2 separate regions of the Mus musculus genome follow, and region 1 is linked to region 2. Evidence: chromatin contacts called from public promoter capture Hi-C data. All regions are on one chromosome and are shown on one strand. Each heading gives the region's core, a stretch centred on a gene start, on an enhancer-like site or on the middle of the called end of the contact. The rest is flanking DNA. Distances are from core to core; before and after follow the strand shown. Region 1 has its middle 33 kb from the start of Gm36165. Region 2 holds the start of Neil2 (nei like 2 (E. coli)).

The links. Promoter capture Hi-C pulls out the DNA fragments that hold promoters and counts their contacts.
Region 1: a contact with region 2 is called in a promoter capture Hi-C map of liver. The contact joins the enhancer-like site here to the promoter of Neil2 in region 2. A contact is called at or near these places in 5 of 39 promoter capture datasets (embryonic stem cells, hippocampal neurons, liver and 1 more), 1 of 115 datasets of contacts at active chromatin or transcription factors (extraembryonic endoderm stem cells) and 3 of 9 other capture datasets (adipose tissue, liver and pancreatic islet).

The regions. Positions count from the first base shown.
Region 1 is chr14:63,324,722-63,327,421 of GRCm38.p6, forward strand. It overlaps Gm4151. Among named protein-coding and RNA genes, the nearest start is that of Gm36165, 33 kb to the right of the region's middle. Within about 2 kb of position 1,385, at least 32 of the 459 cell types and tissues checked have an H3K27ac peak or open chromatin away from gene starts, as enhancers often do. A contact at or near this core is called in extraembryonic endoderm stem cells and liver, where this site is marked.
Region 2 is chr14:63,192,261-63,194,960 of GRCm38.p6, forward strand. Neil2 (nei like 2 (E. coli)) reads right to left here and starts at 1,265. Exons shown (of 5, transcript NM_201610.2): 1 at 1,164-1,265.

The sequences.
Region 1 (2,700 bases), core at 135-2,634, 130 kb after region 2:
ATGAGCCCTGTGGTAACCATAATCATAGCCAGCTCACACCACTTGGCCCCTGAAAGCTGGAACCTCCCCCACCTGGGCTCTCAAGGCTGTACTCCTGGACTGGAGCACGGAGGTCTGTGTCACACACTATGAGGAGGGCACATTTTCTGTTACTGACAACCACCCCTCCGGAGTTCAGGTTATCACATCTACCCTCCACTGTGACACTGAGAAGCCTGGAGCTTTGGCTTCTGTGTTGACAGTGACTCTCAGTTTTGTTCCGCAAGTGGCAGAGGAAAACAAATGCCGCCTTTTCATTCCATGGGGCTGCAAAGAAACTTGAATATATGAGTATTATTGGCATATATTATTAATTGTATATGATGATGGGCTCATTGTATTCATTGTGATACTTTCATACAGATATATGATGTATTTCAATTATATTCCTCCCCATCCACATTACCTTCTCTGTTTTTAAATTAAGAGCTCTATTTTATATGTATGGGTGTTTTGCCTGCACTTGTCTGTGCACCACATGTGTGCAGTGCCTACAGAGGTTGAGAGAGGGTGTCAGACCATCTGAATCTGGAGTTACAGGTGGTTCTGAGTCACCATGTGGGTGCTGGGAACCGAACCTGGGTCCTCTGGAAGAGCAGCCAAGGTCACTTAAGCCCTGAACTACCTCTCCAGCCTCCACCTTCTCTCGGCCCCTCCCATCCCCGTTAATCTTTCTCTTCTCAATTCATTCCCTTATCATTCCACATCCTTTTGTGTGTGTGACTCAATGAGTTTCCGCCAGGAGGCTTACAGAAGCATGACCTTACAATGGCCACATCACTGGAGAAAGTCACCCTTCCACCCCTAAGGACATTGGTTGCCAATAGCACTTCAGGGAAAGGCATGAGTTCCTACCTGAAGATATATTTCCAAAAAGTTACTATGGAGAACTTTTTTTTTTTTTTTTTTTTTTTTTTTAATTTTGAGGAGACAGTGTGCTACTTGGGATATAGACCAGGTAGAGAAACACGCTGGCTCTGCCCACCTTCTGGAAGCCTCAGCTGCTCGTCAAGCTGCCTTGAGGCCTACCAAATAAACTCCAGAAGGACTTAGCTTCCAAGGTGAACTGTTCTCCTAAGATTGCTCTACTGGGCCCAGAGATAGGCTGGTAGGATGCGTTTCTCTTTTCTGGGACCTCTGGAAGAAAGAAAGGGGATTGGAGGGTGTGTGTGTGTGTGTGTGTGTGTGTGTGTGTGTGTGTGTGTGTGTGAAGTGGGGGTCAGGTTATTAGGGGTGGAGGGAAGGGAACTGTTTGATTAATGGGTGTCCTGTGAACCTGCACATTTGCCCAAGGCTGCATTCCTGGGCTTTCAAACTCAGGGCAGTTTGATAAGCTGAGACCAAAGTCCCCTTTCCTCCCAACAAGGAGAGCAAACAGGGCTACTCACTAATCCCAACCCTGGCCTCCAGGGCCGTTTCTCGGCAACCAGTCTGCCAAGTGGCCTTTCACAGGCCAATCAATGAGGCAGCCCTTGTCTTCTGGGAAACCGTGGCCAGTTCGTGGTATAGCCTCTTGCCTGAGAGGAGGGGTCTGAGGAAGGAGGTCATGGCTTACAGAGCCTGGGCATTGATCTGAAGGCCCTTGGTTGCTGAGCACTTGTCATCAAGCCAACTTTCCTTCCCCTGGAGTTCTCCATAAGACACTCCTTCCCCTCCTCTTCCGGCAGCAGTTCTGCGGGACCTGCCGCTTATCAGCAGGCCTCTTTCCATCCCTCAGGGCCTCTCTGAATGTTCTTTCCAAGCACCTGGCTTACTTCTTTCTCACTTAAGGAGACTTTCTTGCCTCTCAAGCCTATGTGAGGCCCCTGCAGCCCATGTGGGGCCCTTCCTCCTTGGGCCTCCTCTGGCTCCCAGTGTCATGGCTCAGCGCTCAGGAAACACCATTTCCCACTCTATCTGTGTCTGGATTTAGTATCACCAACTCCAAAGGAAGAGCTTTGAATGCAGGGCTTAAAGTTGGGGTGGTCCCCCAGAGGAGGGCATACTGCTAACTTTGGCAGCATCAGACTAAGAAAGTGGGCATGCAGCAGAAGGGCAAGACGTGGGAAGCTTCCAGGCTGAAGGAACCAATCAGACAGATAGAAGGGAAGGTTGTTTGACATGGAAGACAGCCCAGAGTTAGGGGAAATAGCTGTTTCTCAGAAGTCCCAGGAGATGCCTATGGGGTTGTGTCCAGCCTTGGCCAGCTCCCATTCGCCTGTCTAAGCATTCTTTCTTCTGTTAGGGCCCATGCTCTGTAGCATGTTTTCAATTGTGTCCCTTACTCTCAACCAGAGATGATTGTGGCCATGATGGACCCTAAGGGGACTTAGAGCTTCCTGTCTAGAGACTTGAGCAAAGAGTCATAGTTCCAATGTCAGATGTTTGACTCTGATGGCACCTAAAGTAGTTTGGGATTGAATTTACACATGGAGGGGCAGGGAGTAGGTCTATAAGAGAGGAGGGCAGCTGGAATAGAAAGCACACAATGGGCCCATAGGCACTTTTACTCCCTATAGCCTTGGAGTCACTGAATTCCTGAGAGGAGATGCTGGGAACAGCCTCCTTGTGAATGGGAAACAGGCTTAGTGGTGCAGTGACTTCCCTCAGCACACAGAGCCAGTCAGTGAGAGAACCAAGCCTCATCATTATGCTGGAGCGGTTCCTGCCTTTGCCCAGAGC
Region 2 (2,700 bases), core at 15-2,514:
TACGTAGTCCTAGCTGTCCTCAAACGTTCATTCCAACTCTCTTCTGACTGATCCATACTTGGATCTGGCTCTCTCGGGACCACCTCAGGTAAAGGAGATCGGAACTAGTTATGTGATCTCTAGAAATGGTTCTCTATCTGTAACCACAGTGCTGGCAGAACTCGGAAGCATGACAAGTAGACAGCAGCCAGGCAGGTCTACACGTCACCCCTCCCCTCTCTGTCCTCAACCATCCAAAGTCACCGGGAGCCACCAGGATGAGATCGCCTGGGTAGCCTACACCCAGACTTTACTGAGCAGGCGTTGTCCTCCCATCCCCCACTCAAAGCTCTACCTAACCTCACCCGCCACTTACCAACACCACGCTCATAAATTGAGGTAAAAATCAACAAAGGCATACAGCGGGTAGTTATTATTGCAGTGTTTCTAAAAGCCAGGGTGGCTGTTAAGCCTCACTCTGTAGCCCAGGCTGGTCTTGAACTCTGAACAATCCTTCTGCCTCAGTCTCCCAAGTGTGAGCCATATACAACTTCCTCCCTACTAAGACATTTAAAATATACTTTAATCGAAGAATCAGGATGCCCCAGACATCCTGAAAATTCTCGTAGCTTCATAAATAACACAATCAATTATGCGATTTTTCTTTCTATCTTGAGACAGGTTTGCCTATATTTCAAATGCCAAGCTGGCCTAGAGGCCACTGTGTATGAGTGGTCTCCAGCACATCACAACCCCTGGTTTATGCTCAAACCCAGGGCATCTTGCAAGCATCCCTTTACCAACTGGGCTACGGCCTCAACGATGCTTAACTAAATTCATTTGCGCTTAGATTCCCATTCACACACTCGGAAATGTGGTAACAGTTCACCTACTCTGACCTTCAGGGAAAGCTGCCGGGCTGGAAGCCAGCTTGCCAGGCACTGGTACCCTAACCACCTCTAAGTTCAGTCTTCCTGGCTACCGGCAGAGAAAGTTCTGGAAAATACCGCCAGTATGATGCAGCATGCAGCCCTAATCTTAAATCTCTCCGGCAAGCCTTTAATCCCTCAAGGCCAGCCACACAACTACACAGAGGCCCTGTCTCAAAACAGACAAACAACTCTCCGCCCCTAGGTATGGTTTGATGGACAGGAAAAGAATGGGAAGAGCTGATGAGAGAGAACCTTGGGCTTCGTCGCTAGGGTGAGGTGGCCAGGCTGCGCAGGACGTGGTCCCTTTTCTCCAGGAGCCAGGAGAAAGTCTTAGGCCACAGCGTTTCCTAACCCTTCCGAAGGGGGAGGGAACACATGAGGGTCACGAGGGCTCAGGGAGTCGGAAGGCAACGTGATCAACAAAAACAAACTTACAACCAGGCTGCGCATGTCCAGAAGAGACACTGCTTAATTTTTCTGTGAAAACAAGTGTTAACTACGTGCACGTGTGGGCTACAGAGGGCAGGGAGGAGGCTGACGCAGCCCCAGGTGGGTCCCGGGAAGATGTACGCTCCCAGCAGTCGCAGCAGGAGTCACCATCCACCTGCGCCTTCCAGACCAGGGCGGGGAGGACGAGTTCAGCCATTGGAGCGCACGGGGTCCGTAGCCCGGTAGCTGGGGTTCCGCTGGCTCCTCCCCGGAGGGGACCGGAAGCTACTTCCTGGACTCAAGGGCTCCTCCCCCGGGCCGAGCTGGTCTTGGAGGTGGGTGGGGAGCTGCGGATTCCTCTCCTGTTAGATGCTGAAGGTGGGGTACATCCCTGATGAGGAGCTTCAGGTTTCTTCCCTGGAGGCGCTGCAGGTGGGGGTTCACTTCGGGATGGGTGATGGAGGCATCTCTACTTGGGCTCCCCCTGCAAGTAGGAGGGATGTTGCGGTCTCCTTCCCGGGGTGACCACTGGAGGCTCATCTCTCTGTCTCCCCACCCCTACCATCGCCCCCTCCCTCTCCCCTCCTGAAACCACCACCGTGATTCAAGCTCTTTCTCTGGGAAATAACTCTGGGAGCACCTTCGCCTACCCTCCAGAGTCACCATACCTCTGAGTTATCCCTCCCCATCTCAAGTCTCCCCGTTTCCTCTCCCAGGCTTGCCTGGGAAAGAGTGGACTGGTACTGAGAATAGGCAAGCGCTCAGAATCCAAAGGTCTTGAGTGGCTCAGGCCAAGGCAGACATTTCAGTTTCTCCACACCCTTCGCGAAGGTTTTTTTGTATGGGTTTTGTATTTTTGAGACAAAGCCTGGCTAGTCCTGAACTCGTGCATGAACCGACAAAGTTAGTTCCTTTAGTACTGGGATTTTTAAACACGGCTAGCACACCTGGCCTGTAACACTTTTAAAGAGTGAGATTTATTTACTTTTGCTTTGTATTATTTTAATCATCTTTGAGTTTATACTATACGCTTTTAAAACGTTGTGTATTGAAGTGTTTTCTTAAGAGATTAAAGATGATACCAGGTTATTCAAAAAATAGGTCGCCAAGAACGGTTGGAGCCAGCACTGTACAGGATGTCAAGAGACCTTTGGTGAACTCCGTGGCCTTCGGAAGTGGCTAAGGTGTCAGTCTCTGAACTTGGCCGGCATGGGGGAGACAGCCCTGCTTCAAGGAGGGGTTCAGCTAGCCTTCTACCATATCGCTGACTGTAGGGCAAGAATAGGAAGTAAGGAGAGGAGGCCTCTAGTATCTCAGAGGTACAAAGCTCCCCTCAAGGCAGAGGGTGAGCTTGAAGGTG